3 separate regions of the Sus scrofa genome follow, and all the other regions are linked to region 1. Evidence: chromatin contacts called from public HiChIP or PLAC-seq data. All regions are on one chromosome and are shown on one strand. Each heading gives the region's core, a stretch centred on a gene start, on an enhancer-like site or on the middle of the called end of the contact. The rest is flanking DNA. Distances are from core to core; before and after follow the strand shown.

The links. HiChIP or PLAC-seq counts read pairs in DNA pulled down with a chosen protein or histone mark.
Region 2: an H3K27ac HiChIP or PLAC-seq map of alveolar macrophages shows a contact between it and region 1. The contact joins the promoter of VPS52 here to the promoter of LOC100156231 in region 1. A contact is called at or near these places in 1 of 5 promoter capture datasets (liver), 6 of 47 Hi-C or Micro-C datasets (heart right ventricle, liver, mesenteric adipose tissue and 1 more) and 2 of 2 datasets of contacts at active chromatin or transcription factors (alveolar macrophages and skeletal muscle).
Region 3: a contact with region 1 is called in an H3K27ac HiChIP or PLAC-seq map of skeletal muscle, with 4 times the contacts expected there. The contact joins the promoter of IP6K3 here to the promoter of LOC100156231 in region 1. A contact is called at or near these places in 1 of 5 promoter capture datasets (fetal liver), 1 of 47 Hi-C or Micro-C datasets (embryonic fibroblasts) and 2 of 2 datasets of contacts at active chromatin or transcription factors (alveolar macrophages and skeletal muscle).

The regions. Positions count from the first base shown.
Region 1 is chr7:29,814,262-29,818,280 of Sscrofa11.1, forward strand. It overlaps LOC100156231 (gametogenetin-binding protein 1-like), which reads left to right and starts at 1,789. Exons shown (of 7, transcript XM_005665887.3): 1 at 1,789-2,741; 2 at 3,231-3,346; 3 at 3,772-3,866; 4 at 4,014-4,019. The coding sequence starts at 2,281. BAK1 (bcl-2 homologous antagonist/killer) reads right to left here and starts at 1,084. Exons shown (of 7, transcript XM_021098603.1): 1 at 681-1,084. It overlaps LOC102162214 (a long non-coding RNA gene), which reads left to right. Exons shown (of 4, transcript XR_002345648.1): 4 at 1-1,215.
Region 2 is chr7:29,637,526-29,641,544 of Sscrofa11.1, forward strand. VPS52 (vacuolar protein sorting-associated protein 52 homolog) reads right to left here and starts at 1,643. Exons shown (of 20, transcript XM_001925393.5): 1 at 831-1,643; 2 at 1-50. The coding sequence starts at 920. It overlaps RPS18 (ribosomal protein S18), which reads left to right and starts at 1,331. Exons shown (of 6, transcript NM_213940.1): 1 at 1,331-1,355; 2 at 1,807-1,905. The coding sequence starts at 1,353.
Region 3 is chr7:29,959,448-29,963,466 of Sscrofa11.1, forward strand. IP6K3 (inositol hexakisphosphate kinase 3) reads right to left here and starts at 2,073. Exons shown (of 6, transcript XM_021098605.1): 1 at 1,873-2,073.

The DNA.
Region 1 (4,019 bases), core at 539-3,038:
CTCCCCTCCTCCACCCAGTGCCACCTGGGGAAGACCGACCTTGGCCTGGCATGCACCCATCCCAGCAGCCTCCTCCTGAACAAGGTGCCCTTCTGGCTCCCTTGGTGCCCCCAGGACTGCAGGGCTGGAGGATGCTGACAGCACCCCTGCCACCCTCGGGCTCAGAGCTGGGGAGAAGTTGGCGCCTCAGAGCAGCCCCAAGGCCCCAGGCCTTGCTGATCTGGGTCTACCCCTGCCCCCTCCAAGCACCTGACTTCCTGGTACTCTGAGTTCCCCACTTGTGGGGTCTGCCCAGGGGAGGAGGGTGGCCAGGATGCTTCCCCAGGGGAGGTGCCTGACTCTAGACCGCTCTTAGGTCTCCTGGGGCAGCAGGGAGGCTGTAAGTTCTCCCCGTGCCCTTGACCTTGGCTCTGACCTCCCCCCCCATCCCCCAGACTGCTAAAGAGCCTGGTTCTTTGACACCCGATTCTCGGGCCCCTAGGGCCAGGGTGAGAGGGGAAGCTGCCTGAGGGGTGGCCAGAGGGAGCCCCGGGTGGATCAGGCCCCGAACAGGGCTCGGTGGAGTCCCGGGGGTTGGGGGGAGCCTGAGGCCTTCCCCCCCCAGCCCCCTGCCTCCCTCACCTACCCCCGGCCCGGAGCTCCCAGGCGTGGGGAGCACAGGCGGGACCCTCCCGGCTTACCTGCCCAGACCCTGGCCCAGGCCTGGGTTGGCTCAGCAGGGCGGAGGCCGGTGATCCCAGTGGCCAGTGGCCACTCCCAGGGTAAGGTACCCAGGCTCGGCCTCCAGAGACGGGCGCCAGTGAGTTCCTGGTGTCAGGATGCAGCCTGGGCTGGTCCCAGCGCGGCCTTCGGGACCCGCGAGGCTTTGGCGATCATAGAGGTGCCGGCGGCTCCCGCTCCAATCAGCTCCCTCTAGAGGAAGTTGCTCTGCGGCCGCCGGATGCAGCCGCTGAAGCCTGCAGCACGGGGCTGGGGCTGGGCTCAGGGCGGAGAGCGCGGCTCCCACCCCTGCCGAGTGTCCCCACCCACGGCTTTTCCCACCCGGGTTCCCTGTCCTCCTCCTTGATCTTGCCCCACTTCTGTCCGTCGGTATCAGCAAGAAAGCCAGGCTGGTGAGGTTTGTGAAGCCCTGCTGTGTGCTGGGCACTTTATTTTTTTATTTTTTTTTATTTTTTTTTCGTCTTTTTGCTATTTCTTGGGCCGCTCCCACGGCATATGGAGGTTCCCAGGCTAGGGGTCCAATCGGAGCTGTAGCCACTGGCCTAGGACAGAGCCACAGCAACACGGGATCCAAGCCGCGTCTGCAACCTACACCACAGGTCACGGCAATGCCGGATCCTTAACCTACTGAGCAAGGGCAGGGATCAAACCCACAACCTCATGGTTCCTAGTCGGATTCGTTAACCACTGCGCCACGACGGGAACTCCAGTGCTGGGCACTTTAAACCATCCTCACTGAACAGTCTCAACCACCCTTGGAAGTAGGTGCGGTGACCACATCCATTTTACAGATGAACGAACTGGGACTCGGCTGCTTTAAGGAACCTCCGCCAAGGTCACTGAGCGGGGTTTATAATCAGACATGTAAGTGCCATGGGCATAATAAGATGAAATTGAGATTCCACGGAGTTCCCATTGTGGCTCAGCAGGTTAAGAACCCGACTAGTATCCATGAGTATGTGGGTTTGATCCCTGGCCTTGCTCAGTGGGCTAAGGATCCTGCATTGCTGGGGCTGTGGCATAGGCCAGCAGCTGCAGCTCCGATTCAACCCCTAGCCTGGGAACCTCCATGTGCCACAGGTACGGCCCTAAAAAAAAAAAAAAAAAAAAAAAAAAGATTGAAGTTCCACGTACAGTTGAGGCCTGTGTACCAAGCTCCTCGATGGCTGCAGAGGTAGAAACCCTGCAGGTGATAGGCAGGTAGACGTGGACATGCAGAGGGCCGATGAGACTGGTTGTGAAGGGAGGGGTGGGAGGACACACACTCCCACCCTCCTGGACCAGCAGCCACAGCCAGAGGAGGACAGGCTGTGGGGAGAGCTGTGTGCCCCATTCTCAGAGTTGGGGTCCCCACCTCTGCGTCTCCTGGAGCCTCGCCAACCCCCACCCTCGGGGTGCTGCATTGACACCCCCACCCCCACCCCCGGGCACACTCTGCCCCCACCCCCAACCCGCCTTCGCCTTCTAGAACTCTGGGAAGTTTCCAACCCCCTCTGTTCTTAAGCAGTTGGTCCCAGTAGCTGCTGCGGCCCTTCCCTCTTGAGTCAGGTCCCCTTCAGGATGGAGGCCCCAGCCCCAACCCCTCGGGCCCATAATCTGGGCCGCTCGTCCATGTTCCGCCTTTTCCGTAGCCTGGTGGGGGGCAAGGGCAGCCCAGAGAGCTCAGACCAGGCCCTGGTGGGGGGTCAGCCGTGCCCCTTGCAAGAGCAGGACGCCACCCCCCTGATGACTGGCTGTCACGGAGCAGCGGGGCAGAAGGAATCCTGGCCACCTGCCTCGCTGCCCTGTACCCTCGCTGTGGCCCTGCCACGAACTAGTCCCTCGGGGCTGGAGCTAGGGGATGCGGGGGCCCAGACCCCCACCCCTGTGCAGGTCCTGAGGGTGGTGGCCCGGGGTGTAGAAGTAAGGTCAGATCCACGCAGAGGAGGCCAGGAGGCGCTGGGCAGCCTGTCTGAGATGGACGAAAGGGAAGAGGAGGAGGTGGCAGGCGCGGCCTTGGGGGACACGGGGACCTCAGACAGGTGAGAGGTGGGCTCTGGGCAGCAGGGACCTGGGAGCCTCCTGGAAGGCAGAAGGGAGGGTGTGGGCCTGAGCTGGGAGGGTCCGAATGGGAGAAGGACTGGAGAGGTGGGGGTGGGGAAGCAGACTGGGTCCTCCACCAGTGAGGGCTTGGGGATGGAGGTCCCCAAAGGACAGGAGGACAGGCCGGGCCCTGGGAAGGGTGTGTGTAGGGTGAGCAGGGTCCCAGTGCTCCCCAGCTCCTTTATGGGCCCCCTTCCCTGTCTCCCCTCCCCCTTCTTCTGGTTTCCAAGTTCACTTGGACTTGGCGCCCCTCCCTTTACTTTGGGGGAGCATCGTCATCTCTCTGATGGACCCCAGAGGGCTGTGCAGGAGGGGGGAGTAGGCTAAGTGGGGCCTGTGGGAGAACCTTGGGGTGGGGGGTTAGGGGGGCTTCCACCGCATCTCTGGGCTGCACCTGCCACTTCCACCTGACTGTGCTTTGGGATCAGGGGCCGCTTTGCCCAAGCCTTGGAGGTGGATCAAGGATGCCTGCAGAGGGCTGCGGGGCCACTGGAGGTCAGCCCCAAGGCCTTGGCCAGAGAGGAGGAGGAGTGTCTGCTTGACGGTGAGTGTGGCGGCCACAGGCAGGGGAGGTACCAGACATGGACAGAATTGACTCCTCTGGGCACAGGGCCCAGAAGGGCAGGAGCAATCTGAGGGAAGGCCAGAGGAAGGCGGCCTGGGTCTGAGTCCCAGCGCCACTAGGCCAAGCTGTGTGATGGCAGCAAGTCGCTCAGCTTTTCTGTGCCTCAGTTTCCTCATCTGTAAAATGGGACTAGAACTGCTTATTTCAGCAGGCAGCTGCAAGGATCAAATGAGAAGTTCTCTGAGAAGCGCCCAGAACTGTGCCTGGCACACAGCAGGTGTTTGCTTAAGAAAATAGGGAAACCACACCCTCAGCTCAGCCCTCCTCATCCCTCTGTGACCTGGGCCAGGCCTGGGCTGCCTCTCACTTCTGTCCACGTGTCAGTGACCACCACCCCTCCACAGGAGAACTCAGGCTGGCCTCCTCGAAGGTGGGGGCAACGCCATGGAGCCGCCTCCTCAGCTTGTACAAGCAGCTTCAGAAGTCAGCCATGACCAAGGTCTGTGCAGCTGGCTAGGGTGGGGGTGGGGGACCTTCTGAGAGCTGCCATCCTGCCTGCTTTCTGTTTAAGGTCAGGGTGGGGGTGGGGGTGGAGCTGGACTTGGGGACCCCCTCCTCACCTGCTCAGCCCCTGGCACACCCTCAGTTTCCT
Region 2 (4,019 bases), core at 393-2,892, 180 kb before region 1:
AGGTCCAACTCTCCAAGTTGCAGTGGCTCCTGGAGACCTGGACCACCCCCCTGGAGAGGGGCAGGTTAATGGGAAAGGGAGGGGGAGAACAAAATATAATGGGGAGAGAGGACTTTCACTGGGAAACCAGAGAGAAATGCTGAGTCCAAAAAATTCCAAAATCTCATATTGTCCCAATCTACTCATTGGGGCTGATGGGTAGGGAATATGACAAGGAGCCAGCAAACCCACAGAGGTGACCAAATGAGGAAAATTAGGAGATGCAGGGACAGAGCAGAACTTGCAGTTGAACTTAGGGTCTCCAGACTCCTTCTATCTTAGATGTTCTGTTACAATCCCCGTGGGGAGCTCCAGCCTTTCTAGAAATGTCAGTTAACACAGTGTTCACCATCGTGCCAGGTGTCATCCTACATTCACCTAATCCTAACCGACAACCTCTACAGTAAGTCTTATTTTTTCACTTTATAAGTGTTAAGAGTGATGACACAGAGAGGCTAGTTAACTTGCCCAAACACACACAGCATAAGTGGCTGAGCTGGAATTAGAACCGAGGCAGTCTGGCCATGTTCCTAGCATTTACTCTACACCGCTTCTCTATCCTGCGCAAATATCTGGAGTTTAACTGAAACTGTGGCCCCAGAACCTAAGTATCAGCCATTCTAGTCCCCACTTTGGTCCAGGTCCGATCCGGGGAGGGGTATGGAGAGCCAGACCAGGCAGCATCACCGGTAGCAGCCGAGCTCCCAACCTTGCGCGAAACCCAGCCCAGACCTTTCTGACGTGAGAAGACCGGACGAGACTCTGGAGGAGAAACAGCCCTGCGTCCTCACCAGTGGGCCCTCCTCCTCCTCCATATCTGAGGCCCCGGACCGCAACACCAGCTCCCGGGCGGCTGCCGCCATGGTAGCAGCGGCAGCCATTCCGCGCAGCCCCACTTCCGGCAGCTGTCGGGCAGGTCCGTTCCCCTGAGTGGAACTGCAAGTTCTGGGGCGTGATGCACGAAACCGTTCCCAGATATTTGAGTTAAACAGACTGCCTCTAGCTCTCCCCTTTTCTCTAAGCTCTTCGCCCAAGTCCAAATGGAAACTGAAAGTCTTAAAAAGAGAATCTCAACCCGGAACTCTCGTGGCTCTCACGCGCAAAAACTTTACGATCTGTAAAGAGAGACGGCACCGGAAGTTGTGGCGCGCAGTTCTGACTCAGAGGCCTAGCCGGCTCAGGTACAAGGAGTTTCCGGAAGCGCTTCGCCAAGGTCGCTCCGCCTCTTCCGCCTGGAAGCTATATAAGAATGTCACGTCACTTCCGCTCTCTCTTCCACTGGAGGCCTACACGCCGCCGCCCGCGCTGCAGCCATGGTAAGAGTTGGGTTCGTTCGGGTATCTGGCGACATCGGAGCCGGGACAGGGAAGGCTTGCTGTCAGAGCGCCGAAAATGTCCTGGCCTGGGGGCTCGCAGCGTTTTGTGTGGAGCCTTGGGCCTCATTCCTGGAGAAGGACGACAAAGCACCCAGTTCTAGGCAGCGGGGCCCGAGGATGAGCGCTCCCCGGGCTCTGGGAAGGCTTGGGAGCGCGTGGGCCCTCCGTCCCGCCGCTTGGGAGCGGGCAGGAGGCGTTCTCCTCCGGAGATGGCGTTCTCCGATCCTGGACGCTTCCTGTTGTGCTGTCGGCAGGACCAGGGAGTCGTGTTGTGTCGTGAAGACCTGACGGGGGCTCTTTGCACCTTGCGTGACAAGCTTCACGCTCGTGTTTGGGGTTAACGGTTTGGCGGGAATTAGCGAAGTCTGACATCTCCCCCCATCTCTATCAGTCTCTAGTAATCCCTGAGAAGTTCCAGCACATTTTGCGAGTACTCAACACCAACATCGATGGGCGGCGGAAAATTGCCTTTGCTATCACTGCGATTAAGGTAAAGGAGCTGGGGGTGTGAAGGAAACTTGGGTAAACACCTGAGGTGTAAGCGAAAGTCTCAACCGTGTCACCTGGGCTGCTGGGTAAAAACAATGGTCAGGGTCCATCTAAGCCCTTGCCACATTTGCCGCAAAAGGTAAGTGGTAAAAGCCAAAGAACCGTCTTAGGTGAAGCAAAGTTGTTTTCACCTAGGGGTTGGGGAAAGGCTTTGGTTGTCTGCCAGCATTTGTTCACTAAACCGGCCTGGACCATCAGCAGTCAACTTATAAGGTCCCTGCTATATAGGTTTTTGCTCCTCCTAGTGCATCATAAGAGCAATTCTTGTGAAATGTGTATGTCCTGGAAATGGGATAATGGTACACTCTGAAGGGAGAGTAGAAAGGCCAAGAGATTCCAAGCATGAAGAAACCAGGAAATGGGGGGGGGGTCACTATTTCATAACAAGGTCAGTGAGCACAGGCTTAACTAACATAAAAAAATGACCTTACCAGTATGTTTATGTTATGTGGTGCCAGGGCTAAGCCTTTCTTGCTCACAATCCCCAAAGGACACCACAGTAAGTATTTTATAGATAGGTTGTTAATTTAAAATGGTGAATCACAAGCTTTGCTTTATAAGAGCCATCATGTTTACTTTGAATTCTTTTCATTCTGTAATTCAGGGTGCACAACTTTCGGTCTTAAGTGGTGCATGAGGAGACTGCTTCCTTCTATTGTGAAACTAGTAAGGCGGTGCACAGTAGAGGCTTATTTTATTGCACTTTACAGATAACCTCTTTTTTGTGGCAACCCTGTCTTGAGCAAATCATTTTTCCAACAGCATTTGTTCACTTGGTGTCTTCTGTCACATTTTGGTGATTCTCACAATATTTCAGACATTTTCATTGTTATATTTGTTACAGCGATCCATTGTCATTGACTTTTGTTACTATTGCACAAAGGCTCAGATGATGGTTAGCACTTTTTAATAAAGTATCTTTTCATTAAGGCATGTATGTATGTTTTTTTAACGTTAAGACTATTGCTCACTTAATAACCTACATAACTTACATGCACTGGGAAAACAAACAGATTTTGTGTAGCTCCCTTTATTGCAACATTCACTTTTCCGAGTGGTGTAGAACTGAGCCCTGAGTATCTCCACACGTTGGTTGTCTGTTCCCTTTTTAGGGGTTGTTAGGAGGCTTAAGTAAGTGAAAATAAAAGATTAGCATCATTCATTAATAGGCTGCTTCTGTTAAACCCTTTCTGCCTCCTTAACTGGTATTTACTTTAATTATGCAGCCTAACCTTTGTAGTTGCTGAAAACAGTTGAACCAAAGTTTCTGGTGCTTAATGAGTTTTTTGATAATCTCTTAAGGATCCTGAGGCTCTGCTTATCACTGGGAGGTATTGGGGTTTTGCTAATTGTACGGAGAGCCAGCTTTTGCTCTCTTCCTCTGGTGAAAACTGAAGCTTGGAGGTATTTTAAGGATCTAAAGAAGGGGGGAAATACTTGGAAACTGAAAATCTAAAACATGTAGTTAAAGGAGGAGATTGATTGGCCAGGGAAGGGTGAAGTGTTGACTGACACAGAAAAAAGCAACCCCCAGCTGCCGCCACCCCCACCACCCCCCCAAAAAAAACCCGTAAGGTGGGGGGGGTGCTTTTTAAGGCTGCACCCAAGCCATATGGAAGTTCCCAGGCTTGGGATCTAATTGTAGCTGCAGCTGCCAGCCTATACCACAGTCACAGCAATTCAGGATCCTTAACCCACTGAGTGAGGGCAGACTTGTTGGCTTAAATCTCCGTTCTGGTTGCCAAACATTTAAATCGAGGTGTAAGCAGGGGCCATGCTCCCTCTGGAGGCTCTAAGAGTCCTTTCCTGTCTTACCTTCTGTCTTCTGGTGGCTGACAACAATCCTTGGAACCTTGTCTTAGAGCTGCATCACTCTGGTGTTATCACATGGCCTTCTTGCTCTGTGTCTGCTCTTGTAAGAATACCAGACAGACAGTGGTTTTAATCCAGTTTGACCTCATTTTAACTATATTTGCAAAGATCCTATTTCCAAACAATCACCTTTGGAGGTTTCAGATGGACATACACTTAGTGGGACACAGCTCAACCCAATAC
Region 3 (4,019 bases), core at 823-3,322, 150 kb after region 1:
AGGGCAGCAGCAGACGGGCCATAGCCGTGGGAAGAGCAGGCACTCCAGCTATGAGCCCCTTGGCCGGGTGACCACGGGCTGCGTTCCCCGCCACCTTGGGTTTGCCAGGCTGTCCTCAGTCAGCCCAGAAGTGTCCCCGCCCTTCCCGGTCGGCTGCTTCCAAAGGTCTCAGAAGTTCCCATCAAGGTGGATGTCCCCCCCTCCCCCACCCCCGCCCTGCTTTCTCTGCAGGTTGTAGGGTGGGGGGAGCTTCCTGACATGGGTGAGGTGCATTCTGAGGAGACTCACAGGGAAGGGACCCCAAACCCAGGGCTTGCCAAGGAGGTGGGCCGTGGGCGCTGGAGAGAGTCTGAGCGGGTGTGGGAGTGGCCTTCAGCCTCCATGGGTCCTCCCAGAGCCCCGCAGATCCACCCCTCTGATCCAGCTGGGCCCCCGACCCCACCAGCTCCTGAACTGGTGAGGCCCGATGCCCATAAAGTTGACGGGTGTGGCAGCCCCGGGGAGAGTTTTGTTCTGCTCAGAGCGGGAGAAGGCTGTGGGCCGTGGTGGGCAGAGCTCTGGGAGACCCTGGCCACGGCCATCTGCAGAAGAGGGATTGGCTTTGGGGGAGCAGGGGCGCAGGGGCTGGGAGGCCTAGCCTGGCCCAGCTCCCTGCCCCTCCCCTCCCAGCCTCAGTAACTGCCCTGGACTGGGAGCTGCTGACCTGGCCGTGTTCCCCTGTCCTTTCAGTTCAGCAAGTCACTGTGGTGGGAACCCAGGTGGGAGGGTGGGAGTTGGCAGAGACGTTTGCAGATGGAAAGAGACTCAGGAGTTAAATGGAGTGACTCCTCGTTTGGATCCTGCTCTAAACGAAACATCGAAACCCATTTAGGGGCCATTGGGGAGCAACGATTATAGGAAGTGGACATTCTTAGGGGGCTGCTAACTTCGTCAGCAGGATAAGGCATGCGGGTCACATAAGAATCTGAACTGAGGTGTTTCGAGGGGAATGCAGTGATGTCCATAAATGCCTTCGAAATGCCTTAGCCGCAGGGCACCCAGTGGAGCACACACGGCAAAACTCCATCAACGGTGTAAACCCAGATGCAGGATAAACGAATGTTCATTCTGTCATTCCCTCTATTTTTTCTGTAAGCTTAAAAGTCTTCTTAGTAATAAAGGCTAAAAAAATACCTGGTAGCTTTTAAACACTCTAGAAACCTGAACCTGAATCTCGGGGGAGGGGCCCCTGTGGATGTTCTTAAGGCCCCCAGAGAGCCTGAGGACCTGGTGGGCTCAAGTTCAGGTGTCAGGTTCACCGGTGGGCGGGTGAGGGGAGGCCCCTAAAGATTCTGCCACTGCCTGGGGTGGTGACATATCACTTCCGCCCCACCCCTAGGGGGCGCCCAAGCCCAGGCCACTGCGCTGCCTGTAGGTGCTGACGTCACCTCAGTACTGGGGCCCCACGGTGTGGGGGGGTGCTGAGACAGGACATGCTGTTCCAGGGGCCTGGGGTACTGCCCATTGCTCCTGGGCCAGCTGCCCCTGTGAAGGGTTAAACCCGGAGAGGATGGGGTCCTGCCCCCAGGACCTCCGGCTCACCCCAGCCCTCCCATCCCACACAGAGACTGCGGGACGTCTAGGAAGGGGACAGTGGGAGTGACTCCAGTGGAAGGGGAACAGGAGCAAAGGACACAATTCCGACGCTGCTGAACGCACCAACCCCTCTCCCGACGCAGACACACCTCCACAGAGCAGCACGCCAGTGGCGGGCCCTGGATGGAGAAGAGGCCCATCCCCTGGGTCCCCGGTGCTACGAACAGGCCCTGGGACCATAAGGCCTCCACCCCCCATCAAAGCCCCCCCTCAACCCTTCCCCGAGGCAGCACTCACCAGAGCCTCACTCCTGGTGGGACGTGGGGAGTGGCCGTAGAAGAGAGGGGTTCCCTGGAAAGTGATTGTTTTCAGTGCTCGCTCTGTGGTTTTGGGCAAGGTTCTTCCCAGAGGCCAGCGTGGAGGGTTGCCGTCCACCGTGGCACTGGTAGAGGGGCTGCCCGGACTCAGGTTTGTCCAGAGGGCTGGGCTACGGAGGCCTGGGGGGGGGAGGTCAGCTGACCCTCAGCTGGCTGGCCGGCCAGTTGTCAGCAGGTGCTGGGCTGCTCTGGGGGCAGGGCCAGAGCTCCCAGGAGGGGGTGGGGAGGGAGAGGAGGGAGCCGTTCTGGATGGATGGGTGTCTGGATGGACGTCAGGCCCCGAGGGCCAGTTGCACCCCCCCTTCCTCAGGAGAGCCTGAGGGCAGGGGACACAATCCCCCTGGTCTCCCTGCCCCCACCCTCGCTGCCGGTTTGCCCCAGGCAGTGGCTGCTAGAGAGAAGTGTCATTGCAAGATAGTCAATCAACAATCAACTTGAGGACAATCAAGTTTTTGCAGGCCCTTGTGTGTGCTTCATCCTCTGCTGGGCTGACCAGGAATCTGCCAGAACAGGGCCTGTTGTGTTTGTGGGGTTACAGTCCAGCCTCTGACTCTGGGCCCCATCCCCCATGTTCTTGCTCTCTCAGGGGCTCGAACCCCCACCCCCTGGTCTAACAGGGCCCGGACCTGTCCTACAGCACCCGGAGAACCACTGCCCTCCCCCCATCTCCACGCCCCCGTGGAGCCCTCACTGCGGGCTGTCTGCCTCTCACGACTCACTCAACCAAGCAGGTGAGCCCGGTGGTGACACAGGGGACCTGGGACATGGGGCAGGACGAGAACCCCGGGCTCCCGGCCCTCATCCTGGCCATCCCCTGGCCACTGTCCACTCAGTGCTCTCTGCACCCACTTTGGGGCTCTGGGGGCTACGGCCCACCCATCCGGTGCCTCTTCCTGGACACCGACCTCCTTTCCAATGCCACCGTGAGTCCTCCCCAGAGTCCTCCCCACTGGACAGGGTGAGCCCCGCGGGCATGACCGGGATTCCTGGGGAATGAGGCCTGGGCTAAGGCAGAGGGAGGGGCCGGGGCCCGCGGATCACATTTCACATGGGAAAGCAATGGTCAGTCTGCCGGGCGAGCCTTGGCCTGCCAGTCCCTCACCGTCCCATATGCTGGGCTCCAGTTACGGGGCCTTGGCAAAGGGGCTGTGACTCCCTTCCCCCCGCCACTCCCCCACTCCCCTCTCCCTCCAGCCTGGACTCACATCCCTGTTCTGGGAACCTTGGAGCCACCACAGGCCGAGTGGGGGTCCCTTGGGGCACCAAGGGGACGGGACCTCCTGCCCAGAGGGCCGGGCCTGGCAGACCCTGGGATCATTCCCATACTTGCTTTCTGCGTGTATTTTGCTATAAAGAGCTGGATTCCATACTGACTTTTTTTTTGGGGGGGTGTACCCTTGGCATGTGCATATTCCTGGGCCAGGGGTCAAACCCACGCCACGGCACTGACCTGAGCTATAGTAGCGACAACATTGGATCCTTAAGCTGCTGAATCACCAGGGGACTCCCATACTGACTTCCTCTTCACTCATTTACCCAACAACATTTCCCAGCCCCTGGTGTGTCATCTAAGACCCACAGCAGTAAACAAAGCACCGGTGATCTGCGGCTTTCCATTACGCAACCGGAGAGGCTGCTCTATTTCTGTTTTCTGACTGTGGCCAAGTTCTCTCCGTTGTCATTTTCCTGAAGCTTGGCTTCGGATGCCTGCGGCTATGCCTCTTTCCGCAGCCACGGCAGGGACCCACCTCTGCCCCACGACCACTCCCGACCGCCCTCTGGACCTGGCTCCTGTCTCTCCTCCGGGAAATCCGCCCTGATCAGCGGTCGGGCTCTGTGCACCAAACATTCCAGACCGGCTCTTAGAGGCCACTGTTTAGAGGCAGGAAATGCCAGGGCCACATAAGCACACTCCAAAGATCTGAGACCCTCCCCCAAGGCGGAGGGCTGGGCTGGTCCCTCCCTGGCCTGCTCTCCCATCATCTGCCCCACCACAGCCTCGACTGATATTTGAGGACCCACCCCACCCCCACACTGCTGCCTTCCACCTGCACGTGCTGTGGATTT